Regions from separate parts of the Anser cygnoides genome. Here region 2 is linked to region 1. Evidence: chromatin contacts called from public Hi-C data. All regions are on one chromosome and are shown on one strand. The core of a region is the stretch at or near the end of the contact, and the rest is flanking DNA. Distances in the headings are between cores, read along the strand shown.

Region 1 (5,345 bases), core at 2,575-5,074:
GTCAAGTGGGAGAGAGCTTCTGTCTGTGAAGGGTAACTTTTGTTCAGCTATCGATGTTGGGACCAATCAGGCACTGTATGCGTAAAGGAGAACCCAAAGGAGGCACAGGAAGGATTACAAACTGCATTTGATTTTTTGAGAGGTAAGGGATAGGTAGATTCAGGTAAGTGAACAAAATGAGTGTGTCACAAGGGTGAAAATGGCTGGACAAGGAATGCTGTATGAGGATCAGAAAACTATTCTTCTTTCCAAAGAAACCAAACAAAGTTGCAAGAATAGGAAGATTTTGGAACAAATGAAGTTTTAAGGTAATACACAGTTTATTTCAGATTATATTTATTCTTAAATTCCTATTTTCATTCTCTGTTTCTCTTTTTTAAACTCCAGTCTTCCTTACAGTCCCAGCCCTACGTAACCAACACATATTCACAAACTCAACCAACTGATGTGGTCCAGGATCAGGATTTGTGCCTTGTCAGAGGGCCGACTTGTAAGAAGGTACCCAACTATGTTCCTTGGCACACTGGTAACGTATCATTCTGTGTTCAGAAGATTTCTGAACCCTGAGAACTACATGCAAACATAGAAAATGTGTAAGAGAGGGTTTTGACATTACTAGCAGTGAACAAGAAAAGATCATTGCTTTTCCAGTGTTACAGACATAAGATAAATTGCTACTGTAAACAGTATTTGCTGATCTTTTTTTCATATTTAGCTGGGTGATTTCCCTCAGACCAATGCAGTGGTATCTCTAAACTTATGTAGCAACTCTGCTCATAGCAAAATATTGTGAATATCATAGAGGTTTCCCATCAGAGTTTAAGGCATCATAACCTAAAGAACAAGAAAATAGTTTTGAAGCCCCAAAATGCATGGTGTATTGCTAAAGCCTACATGAGGCTAAAGACCACCTGCTTACCCTCACAGCATTGACTGAGATGGGAAGAATCCTTGGCTTGGGGATCTGCTCCCTATATCTATTTTTTCTTAATGCACTGGCTGCTTCATGTACAAAATATAACCAGCACTGAGAAGGCAGGACCTTCATCTGCCACATAGTCAGATCATTTTCTACCTTGTTGTCCACCTAGCTCCATGGCTCTTACATTCTTGCACAGCAGCCCAGTTTCCGTTTCCGAAAACCCATCTTTCTGAAAAACCCAGTTTCTGAAAACCCATCTTTTCCCCAGTTTAACCTACAGTCTTCTTGGGAGGTGCGAGACACATTTAAATCCTCTTGGGATGAAGCAAATCTGTGATTCAGGTGTCCTACTTCCTAGGTGAGGCTATCAACCATTAGGCTGTAAAAACAAAACCTACTGCATCTCACTGTGCATCTTGGCTGGACTGAAATAGCCAGGAGATTTAGGCACCGATCCACCTGCTTTCGAACGCCAATAAATCCTGAGACAGCAGCTAACTCCCAGATATTCAGGCCTGGGGGAGTTCTGGGCCATGTATCAACAATATATAAGCAGTAAAATCCTGTAATTATTCCTGCTGTATGCTGAAATGGAAAAAATCATGTTGGGTTTATTAAAGCTGGACACGCTCTTTGACCTAGTTCACAACATGGCCTTGCAAACAGTTGTGCAAACACACCTTGTAGGGAGGGATGAAGAGGTGCAGCGAGTCTTGAACAGTCTTACAATTAAACAGTTAGTCTCCTGAAAGAATAGCATGCCTAACATCCACACAAATCCTTTTGGATCTGACCCCCAAGTCTTAGATTACTAATCACACCTACGACATTCTGCATTACTGTGAAATCATTTATAAGGCAGCTGTTATCATGAAATCCAGGTGCTATGGAGAGATGATCACAGTAATGAAAATCTACACACAAAACAAACAAATCCTCCCTCTTTCTCATGCAGTCACTCTTCAGTGTAGTGTATCCTGCAGCTGAACTTCTTTGTTGTGTTTCTTCAGGGAATACTTTTAAGAGATAAGCTTGACAGCATGATCTGAAGAGAAATATGTCTATTTTTGATTGTGTTGGGCTAGCCATGGAAAAAAAAAAGCTCTTTTTGTTAGCTCTCTTGAGTCCCTATTGACTATAACATACAGAATGCCTCCAGCTTCTGAGATGGCTGTTAAAAAGACAGGTTGTTTTTGTGACAGCCAGCTGTTGTGACAATATGCTGTGAGAGCATTCCTTCTAGCTGGCTAGGGATTTGGTGTGAATATTTTCTGTTTAATGCACTGTGTCCCACATTTTATAGTTGGGCTTTCCACATACAAGTAGTGAGCGCTGTGCTTCTTGGGTGAGTCGGGAGGTTTCTGGAACATTGCAGATCTCTCCACTGGTGGCATTTTAGAAACGCAAGCCAGTCTGCTCCCGGAGAGCTCCCGGACCTGAGGGAATGACAGTTTCTTGCAGCACAGCTTTATTCCTGATGCTACAGCTTGGATGGGTTTGTCTGGGTCTTGCTTGAGTGCTGGGCTGGGCCATAACAGGCTGTAAAGGAATGAGGAACGCTCTGTGCCAATTACACCATATTATCCAAATCTCGATTAAAAGCATCAGAATGTTAACATTTAATTCTTACTTAGGTTTCTCAAACGTGGAAGCTGACCTATTATATTTTAAAATCCTCTGCCACATCTGTCGCTAACTGGATTCACTACATAGACAGCTGTTAGTATCTTGTGTTTAGTAGCCAGAGCTCACTGTTGTATTCAGTCAGTGTTACCCGGAGCAGAGTACCAGCCTTTCACAGCTTGCTTTGAGGCAGAGGCAAAGCACTGACGAGGTTGCGTGCAGCAGGCCCTGTAGGACTTTGCTCCCCTTCTCAATTTGTAGCTGATGTGGCTGTGACTAGTACTGCTCACAAGGTGTGGGCCGAGAAGTGCCGATCCAGTTAATTACCAAAACTTTCCACCTATGGGCTGGGCTCGTTATGAAGACCTTTACAGAAGACAGTTAAGTCAGTAGGAAAACTGTGTTTATTTCAATACACGCTGTTAGATCAGGCCTCAAGAATGAAGCACAACTGGTGATATTCTGGTATGACTTCTTCTGTCAGGAAGGTTTGCGTTACGCCTAGGAGGCTCTGCCGTGGATATTGGCCAGCAAATGCTCGTTTCCTCCGAAGGAAACACGCACTTATATTTCATCTACTCTCCACCAGGAGGCACAGTTTTCCTACCAAACCACTGAAAAAATAATAGAAAAAAAATGCGTTATTCCACTGTATTCCGTCTGATTTAAACCTTCATCTTTACACTGGTGAGAACCCCAAATAAAAAACGCTTAAAGATACCAAAACGCTATGCTTTCATTTTGACAATAAACATGAAAAAATCCCCAATTTTTTTTTCTTCCTCTTTTATGCTAACAAACCTGTTCCTCTTTGACACTAAAGATTGGCCTAGACCCCCCCCCCCCCACACACACACTCACACACACACTTTGGCCACTCGGCGCTTTAGAAAACCACAGGTGCGAACTCTGAATGTTGCTCGATAAAACGACCGAGTTTATTGATTTTAACCGCGGTTCTCCAGCGGGGGCTGCCGCCGCCCCCGGGGGGGGGCTCTGCGAGGCGGAGGCACCGGAGGACCGGCGCTTCGGAGCGGGGCGGCGAGCCGCCGCGGGGAGCACAAAATGGCCGGGCGGCGGGACGGGGGCCCCTCACGGGGCGGCTTCTCCCCCGCGGAGCGGCTCCCGCCGGCCGTGAGGGAGGCGCTGGGCGGCGCGATGGCGGCTCTCAGTGCGCGGGCGCGGCCCCGGGGCGGCTGCGCGGAGCGGCGAGGGGCGGCCCCTGGCTCCCTCCGGGCCGCGCTGGCCGCTGTCCCCGCCCGCCCCCGCCTCCAGCTCCGCCCGGGCGCTGGGAGCGGCGGCGGCGGCGGCAACTTCCCCTCAAGTGTGGCTATGCGACCCGGCTGAGCGCTGGCCCGGGAGGGGCGGGCAGGGCTAGCACCGCCACCGCCGGCAGCAGCCACCGCCACCGCCGCAGCCCGGCAGCCGCCCGCCCGCCTCCCCATCCCCGCTGCCCTCCCCCGGGCGGGGCGGGACCCGCGGCGGCCGTCCCATGTCCCGCAAGGCCAGCGACAATGTGGAGTACACGCTGCGGAGCCTGAGCAACCTGATGGGCGAGAAGCGGCGGCGGCAGCAGGCGGAGGGGGCCGCCGGCTCGGCGGCGGCGGGCGAGCGGAGCCTGATCGCCGCCGAGTCGTGCTCCAGCCTCAACAGCGCGGCGTCGGGCGCCGAGCTGGAGCGGGCGGCTCGGCGGCAGTTCCAGCAGGACGAGACCCCCGGCTTCGTCTACGTGGTGTCGGTCTTCTCCGCCCTGGGGGGCTTCCTTTTCGGCTACGACACCGGCGTGGTGTCGGGGGCCCTGCTGCTCCTCAAGCGGGAGCTCAACCTGGACGCCCTGTGGCAGGAGCTGCTCGTCTCCAGCACGGTGGGCGCCGCCGCTCTCTCCGCCCTGGCCGGCGGCGTCCTCAACGGGCTGTGCGGCCGGCGGCCCTGCATCCTGCTGGCCAGCGGCCTCTTCACGGCGGGGGCCGGCGTGCTGGCGGCCGCCCGCGACAAGGAGACCCTGCTGGGGGGACGAGTGGTGGTGGGACTGGGCATCGGTGAGTGGCCGACCCGGCGGGACCCCCCCCCCCTACGACCTCCCCCCGTCTCCCGTTTATGTAGCGGGGAGGCGAGAGCGGGCTGCTTGTCCCCCCGAAATGTGCGCTGTGGGTCCCCGAGGTGGCTGGTTTTGCAGGGAAAGGGGGGCTGCGGGCAGATCCCGGCGTGGATGTGGGTGCCTGGACCTTCCCCGGGGGTGCTGTGGGGTTTTGGGGAGCTGGCTGCTTGAGGAGGGGGTGTCCCCATCCCTGCCAGCCCATCCCGGGGGGCTCACGCCGTAAGCTGGAGGTTTGAGGGGGGTCTGAGAGCATGCCCGTCGTTCTGGGCTCTAAATACCTCTCTTCCCGCTCCCTGTGTGGTTCTGGCTGCTATGGGGCATTCAGGGAATGCTGTGGGGACAAAATCAGGTAGTACTGCTGAGGCAGCAGCCTCCTCTCGGTGACATTTGCTTTCGGAGGCTTTGGGCTCTGTTAAGGACATCTTGCAGAACTGAACGCGCTCGCCCACCTGTACCCGTTGTGTAACTGGCGAGCAGTCGATTCTGCTAAAACTTTCGCTGTACTTGTCCCAGAGAGCTTGAAGCAATGGGGAGTGTTTCCTCCAACCTTTGAGCCTCCTTTCTGCTCAAGGTAAATCCTAAATGTCCCCAGAATTTTGGTTTCTCTTCAGCTGCCTCCCTGTCAGACTGTAGTTTGGGCAATATTCATCATCAGAGATAGGCACTGTGAGTGTGTTAAAAGTCCTTGCACTATAGTATCTA
Region 2 (5,433 bases), core at 84-2,583, 310 kb after region 1:
AATTCATTCTAACTTGCATGTAATGTGAACTTGTGTTTTACAGCTAGCTCTTGGCAATGTAATAAGTGCGTTGGGAGATAAAAGTAAGAAGGCAACTCATGTACCATACAGAGATTCAAAGCTTACAAGGCTACTTCAAGACTCCCTTGGGGGAAACAGGTACGGGAATATTTTGCATGTTTCATTGTGAATGGAAGTGAATGAGTACATGATCTTCAGAAAGTAAAATAGCCCTTAAAGAGAGTTGTTATCTTTATTATTGTTTGTTGGTGGGAGGTTCCAAAACTAAATGACTGTTATGATTGGAAATGACTGTTATGATTGGAAATGCTGGCAACGCAAGGAAAAGATATTAAAGAGGCTTTTTGCATCATTCTTTTCAATGCTGTTGTAGCTTTACTAGACATGGGGCTTTGAGTTACCTGGAAATGATAACTTCTAAGTAAAGGACAAGTCCTTCCTCTTTAGATTATAGGTACCATAAATGTTAAATCTGTTATTGTGTCATAGCCTTATGAATTACAGCATAGTTTAAAGCCATGGTGGCTTTCTGCTTCAAGCAGATGTTTTTGTTGCTTTTTTTTAACCTGAATTGTTAAACAATACTGGCTTTTGATGTGTTGCCAGTATAGTAACAGAGGAGGTGACTTTGACTTCGTCTATCTTTAAATACAACTGTAAAAACAAACAAACAAAACAAAACAAACAAAAAACACCAGAATTCTCCCTGGAGAACTTCGTCAGACTATTGCTATTTTAACTTCTCAAATTTTGTGTTCTCTGTTTGATTTTTTTTTGTCACTAATTTCCCTTCAGTCCCTTTTCTCATGCCTTTTCCCTCCCCAAGAGGTAGCATTGTGGTTATCTGCGTGCAGTTATCCCATTATTTACTCACCATCCAGTTACAGGTATCATCCAGTTATATTTCTTCATTCAAGCCCTTTGCCACGGTTTGTGTTGGTTACCATGGAGGTGACTGCATTGCATCCACAGGGCTAAGGCTTGGGGATTAACGATACTGTGCCCTTACTATTTATATTTATAATTGCATTTCATATTGTGAAGTCCTCATAGATGCTGGCTGCTGCTGAAGCTGTGCCTTGTAAGAGCCAGATGAAGGCCTAAAAGCAGAGAGACGTTTCTGCAGAGGCATTCATGCTGACTTTGATGTCAGCCTTACCTCTCAGGAAAGCTTTATTGTTGGCTGATGTCTCTCCCTGGATGTCTGCTGGCTTGCGTCAGCATGTGTTGCCATCTATTAGCTAGGGAGCCCAAACCACATTTGCAAATTAGATTGTCTAGCTCCGACTGCTGCCCTTGTGGGCACAGGCTCACTGTCTGCTCTGATCACCATGAGCAGGAGCTTCATGCAGCCAGTTCTCCTTGCACAAAGTACCCTTTGTTGTTGAGCAAGGCAGCTTAGCACATACACTGCCGTCTTTTCATAAAGGTTGTCTATTTCAGGATATTGTGGATATGTCCAGTTATCTGGTGGTGAGTTAGAGACGAGTAAAATCAAACAACTGTGTCACCAGAACTGTTTGTACGACCCTTCTCTGTCTATGTACTGCATAAAGACGAGGAAGAGAGGCTTAGGCTCTGGAAGCTCTAAGCAAACATGCAACATGAACATGTAGAAAGACAAAAGGGACCGTAGTTAAGTATGTTTTAGCAAGCTAGTACATTTATTGCTCTATTTAATCTGATATGGCTGACTGCTGTCCTCAGGGGGGCAGGAAGTATTCTGGGCATTTCACAAAAGAATAGGGAGAAGTGGAGATTTCTTAAATCACTGCTCTGTTCTTCAGAGATATAACTTCAGTAACAGTCTGCAGTATTGCAGCACAGAGATATAAAAAATGGGTAAAATAAAGGCTAGGATTTTCAAAAGTGTTTAACGGAGGAAGAAACCCAATAATAGGGAAAAATCAGGAGAAACCGAGTGCATGACTTCCAAGCTGTTTCTGGAAATAACTTTACAAATAGCATTTCTTGACTAATTTTATATCAAATACACCAGCTAATAGTCACTTTTCAAGCTGCTTCTAAAATTACACTTTTACTGAAATATTATTTTAATTTGACTCAAAACATTTTTTGTCTGGTAGCTCAACTGCTCCCTCTTCTGTACTTCAAGAGAAATTACAGCTTACTGTAAAATGCAGACAGCAAATGCAGTTCCAGATCATTTACAAGGTTATGAAGATATATTATTTCTGTTCCTGACGGATGTTCATTTTTTTTCTCCCACCCCTCATTTTTATTCATGTAATATACATGACAAGACAGGTAAAAATTAGTAATTTGCTGTTAAGGAAGAGTTGCACATTGTAACACAACTTAAATAATTTCATATCCATGCTTTAGCAAACAAACTGTGGGAAAGCTAAATTTTAATAAATATGCATTTTTTCCTCAGGGAAATCAGATTATTAGATTCCTGCTAGACTTTTCCATAGCTTTTCAAATTCCACCCTAGGTACTACAGTCCACATTAGCCATTCTCTTTTGCAAATACTTAAAAAGATTTGCTGGTAGTGATTCAGGTTAGAATATAATTCAGGTTAGAATACAAATACAATTCTGTAACAGTTTTGAAGCAGCATTTAAGCATTAATGCTTCTTGAGTTATTCAAGTTAAAATATGGAGCACTCTCTAGATTTCAGGGAGGCATTTTAAAGAAGTGGAAAAATAAAAGGAGTAGAATGGTGTTTAAAAATGAGTCCACTACAAAATGCAGATAGGAAAGTGGAGTTTGAGTTGCTCAGTTTTTAAGAAAGCTAGCAGAAGCAGTTGTCTGAGGCTTAGAAAAGGAGTCAGATTCTAAACTGAAAGCACAAGTAGTCCTGATCTCAGAATTACTATTATTTTCTTAATCTAGCATATTCATATCTTTAGGACTAAACTCCACAAGTCTGGGGAGGTGATGCAATGGTACACAGGAGATCTGAGAGAGAATTGCAGAAATCTAGTCCTGTCTTACATACTGAGTCTATCCCGTGTCCTCAGGCTAGTTACTCTTTTTAGTTTAGTTTCCCAGTGTGTAAGGTGAATATAATCACTTGCCTCACAAAGGGTTTCAAGAAGTAATTTGTTTTTCTTGATCTGAAATTACAGAAGGCGAAGATCAGATCCAGTCTGTCTAATGCAGATATTTCTCCATTGCCCTGAAGACAGTGCACTCCTAACACAACCACCTAAGCTTCCACGTACAACAAAGAGAAGCACGTTCCTCTAAAGCCTGCTGGGGATGATCCAGTCACCTCCTATATATGTGTTTTCCCCTGTCTATTGAGAACTTAGGGCATATTGGTGCCTTTAAGCTAGGATCTACAGCTGGAATTCTGGTTCTGACCCCTCCAAACTGTTCTTGTCTCATGTGAAATAAGAGTGAGTGTGTGATCCTGGTTCCTCCCCTTACCAGGCGAATAACTAAAACATTAGGCTGGAATGAAAGGCATTTTTTTCTTTGTTTTTTTCCCCCCCCACCTTTTTTTTTTACAGTCTATTTCTTGGAGCAGGGAGCATGTTCTCACCTTGTATATCCCAAGATGGGATGGCTAGAGGGTGGAGAGGAGCACAGGAAGTAGTTGTTTGTTTTGTGCATAGAGCTCAACTATTGCTCCTTTTTATGGAGGTGCTCTAAGCTTAAGTGGTGTTGCAAAACATGGAATTAATTTCTTGCCAGGTGTACTGAGGATAAGTACTATCTTTTGGGCTTCTTTTGGTATAGCAGATATTTGGAGCTGAAGAATTTAGGCAGTTTGGATCTCAGTAGAAAAAGATAGGTGGAAGACAGGTATTTTATGAAGTTCTGGGCACATACGGGCAGCTGAAGGTGAGTGTTTGGGCAGCTTCCAGATTAAGTGGGTAGCACCTCATGAATTAATTAGTCCTGACAACTAACATGATCCAAATCACTATTTGAGGCCTCAGGTTGCCTTGAAGTATTTTAATCTCAGTTTACATGTGATTAGGAAAACTGAATATAATCTGAACAAGATTTCTAGGAACATCAGTTAATTGCTTTTATAATTTAACATGTAGAACAATTAATGATCTCTCTCTTATACTATGCTAGGGTGATACAAGATGTAACAGTGCTGGAACTTTGTGGTTGACAGTCTTCTGCTACAGTGAGCTAGATCTAAAAAAAATTCACAAATGTTATGAAGTCACTGCATCTTTTTTCACCTTCTATATGAAGACCCATTAGCTTCTCTGTACTCTTTTTGTTCTTGATTTGTAAAGCTAACCTATGTTTGTAACTTGCAGTCAAACACTCATGATAGCGTGTGTGAGCCCGTCAGATCGAGACTTCATGGAAACCTTGAACACATTGAAGTACGCAAATCGGGCACGAAACATCAAGAACAAGGTGATGGTTAATCAGGATAGGGCTAGTCAACAAATAAATGCTTTGCGCAGTGAGATTACACGGCTACAGATGGAGCTTATGGAATACAAAACAGTAAGTGTATCCTTTTAGGATTTCTTCTGCTCTAAAATGATTATAGTTCTACAGCTTGTTTTCTGTTGGCTGATTCCATTTCACACACTAAAAAAATTGGATAGTAACACTCATTTATATAAGCACTTCCAGTCATTACCAGATGCTCTCATGCTTAGTGATGAGAAATAGTCACTTTCAAAGTGAAAATGATCACAGTTTAGATTGGCATATGAAGGAATATGTGAACAGTTATTGGGTACTGCTTTTAAAAACTTACTAGAGAGCTAAAAGTATTTGTGTTTTAAAAATAGTTTTTAAATTATACAAGCTAAATAGTCATACTTCACAATGCCCATTTCTTCCTGAAAATTTAAACTAAAGATAATGCTTTCAGCAATAAATGTGGTTACCAAATAACATCATCTTCCTCTGTTATACTTGAGATAGTATCCTGATTTAATACAGATTGACTTTTCATTTCTTAACCTCCTCAAGAACTTGTATTTCAGGCTAATATGGAGCTATGCAGGCAGGACCCAAGTGCTAAGATGTTGGCCAGACATCAGTGCTTTGAAAATTATCCATACTGTTTTAAACTCTTTGAGAGAATAGTATCTTTTACTATAAGTATCTATGTGGAATTTTAAGCAATCTGTGGCTTGTCTTTGCTATTCTTTTTTTAAATATAGATCAGCATTTACTAGTAATAATAGTAATAATATCTGTATTTCCTTAAGGGTAAAAGGATTATAGATGAAGAAGGCGTTGAAAGCATCAACGACATGTTTCATGAAAATGCTATGCTGCAAACAGAAAACAACAACCTGCGTGTTAGAATTAAAGCAATGCAAGAGACTATTGATGCACTGAGAGCCAGAGTAACACAGCTTGTGAGTGATCAGGCCAACCAAGTGCTAGCCAGAGCAGGTATGCTGTGGGTGTGCTGTGCATGCTTGTGTGTAAACTGCTTAATAAGTAC

The links. Hi-C and Micro-C count contacts between places; a contact is called where the count stands out from the background.
Region 2: a Hi-C map of liver shows a contact between it and region 1, with 1.7 times the contacts expected there. The contact joins the enhancer-like site here to the promoter of SLC2A13 in region 1. A contact is called at or near these places in 3 of 7 Hi-C or Micro-C datasets (granulosa cells and liver).

The regions. Positions count from the first base shown.
Region 1 is chr1:16,014,142-16,019,486 of Taihu_goose_T2T_genome, forward strand. SLC2A13 (solute carrier family 2 member 13) reads left to right here and starts at 3,825. Exons shown (of 10, transcript XM_048068473.2): 1 at 3,825-4,584. The coding sequence starts at 4,038.
Region 2 is chr1:16,322,803-16,328,235 of Taihu_goose_T2T_genome, forward strand. KIF21A (kinesin family member 21A) reads left to right here. Exons shown (of 34, transcript XM_066989881.1): 7 at 44-159; 8 at 4,277-4,472; 9 at 5,192-5,381. Among named protein-coding and RNA genes, the nearest start is that of KIF21A, 43 kb to the left of the region's middle. Within about 2 kb of position 1,334, at least 1 of the 3 cell types and tissues checked has open chromatin away from gene starts, as enhancers often do. A contact at or near this core is called in liver, where this site is marked.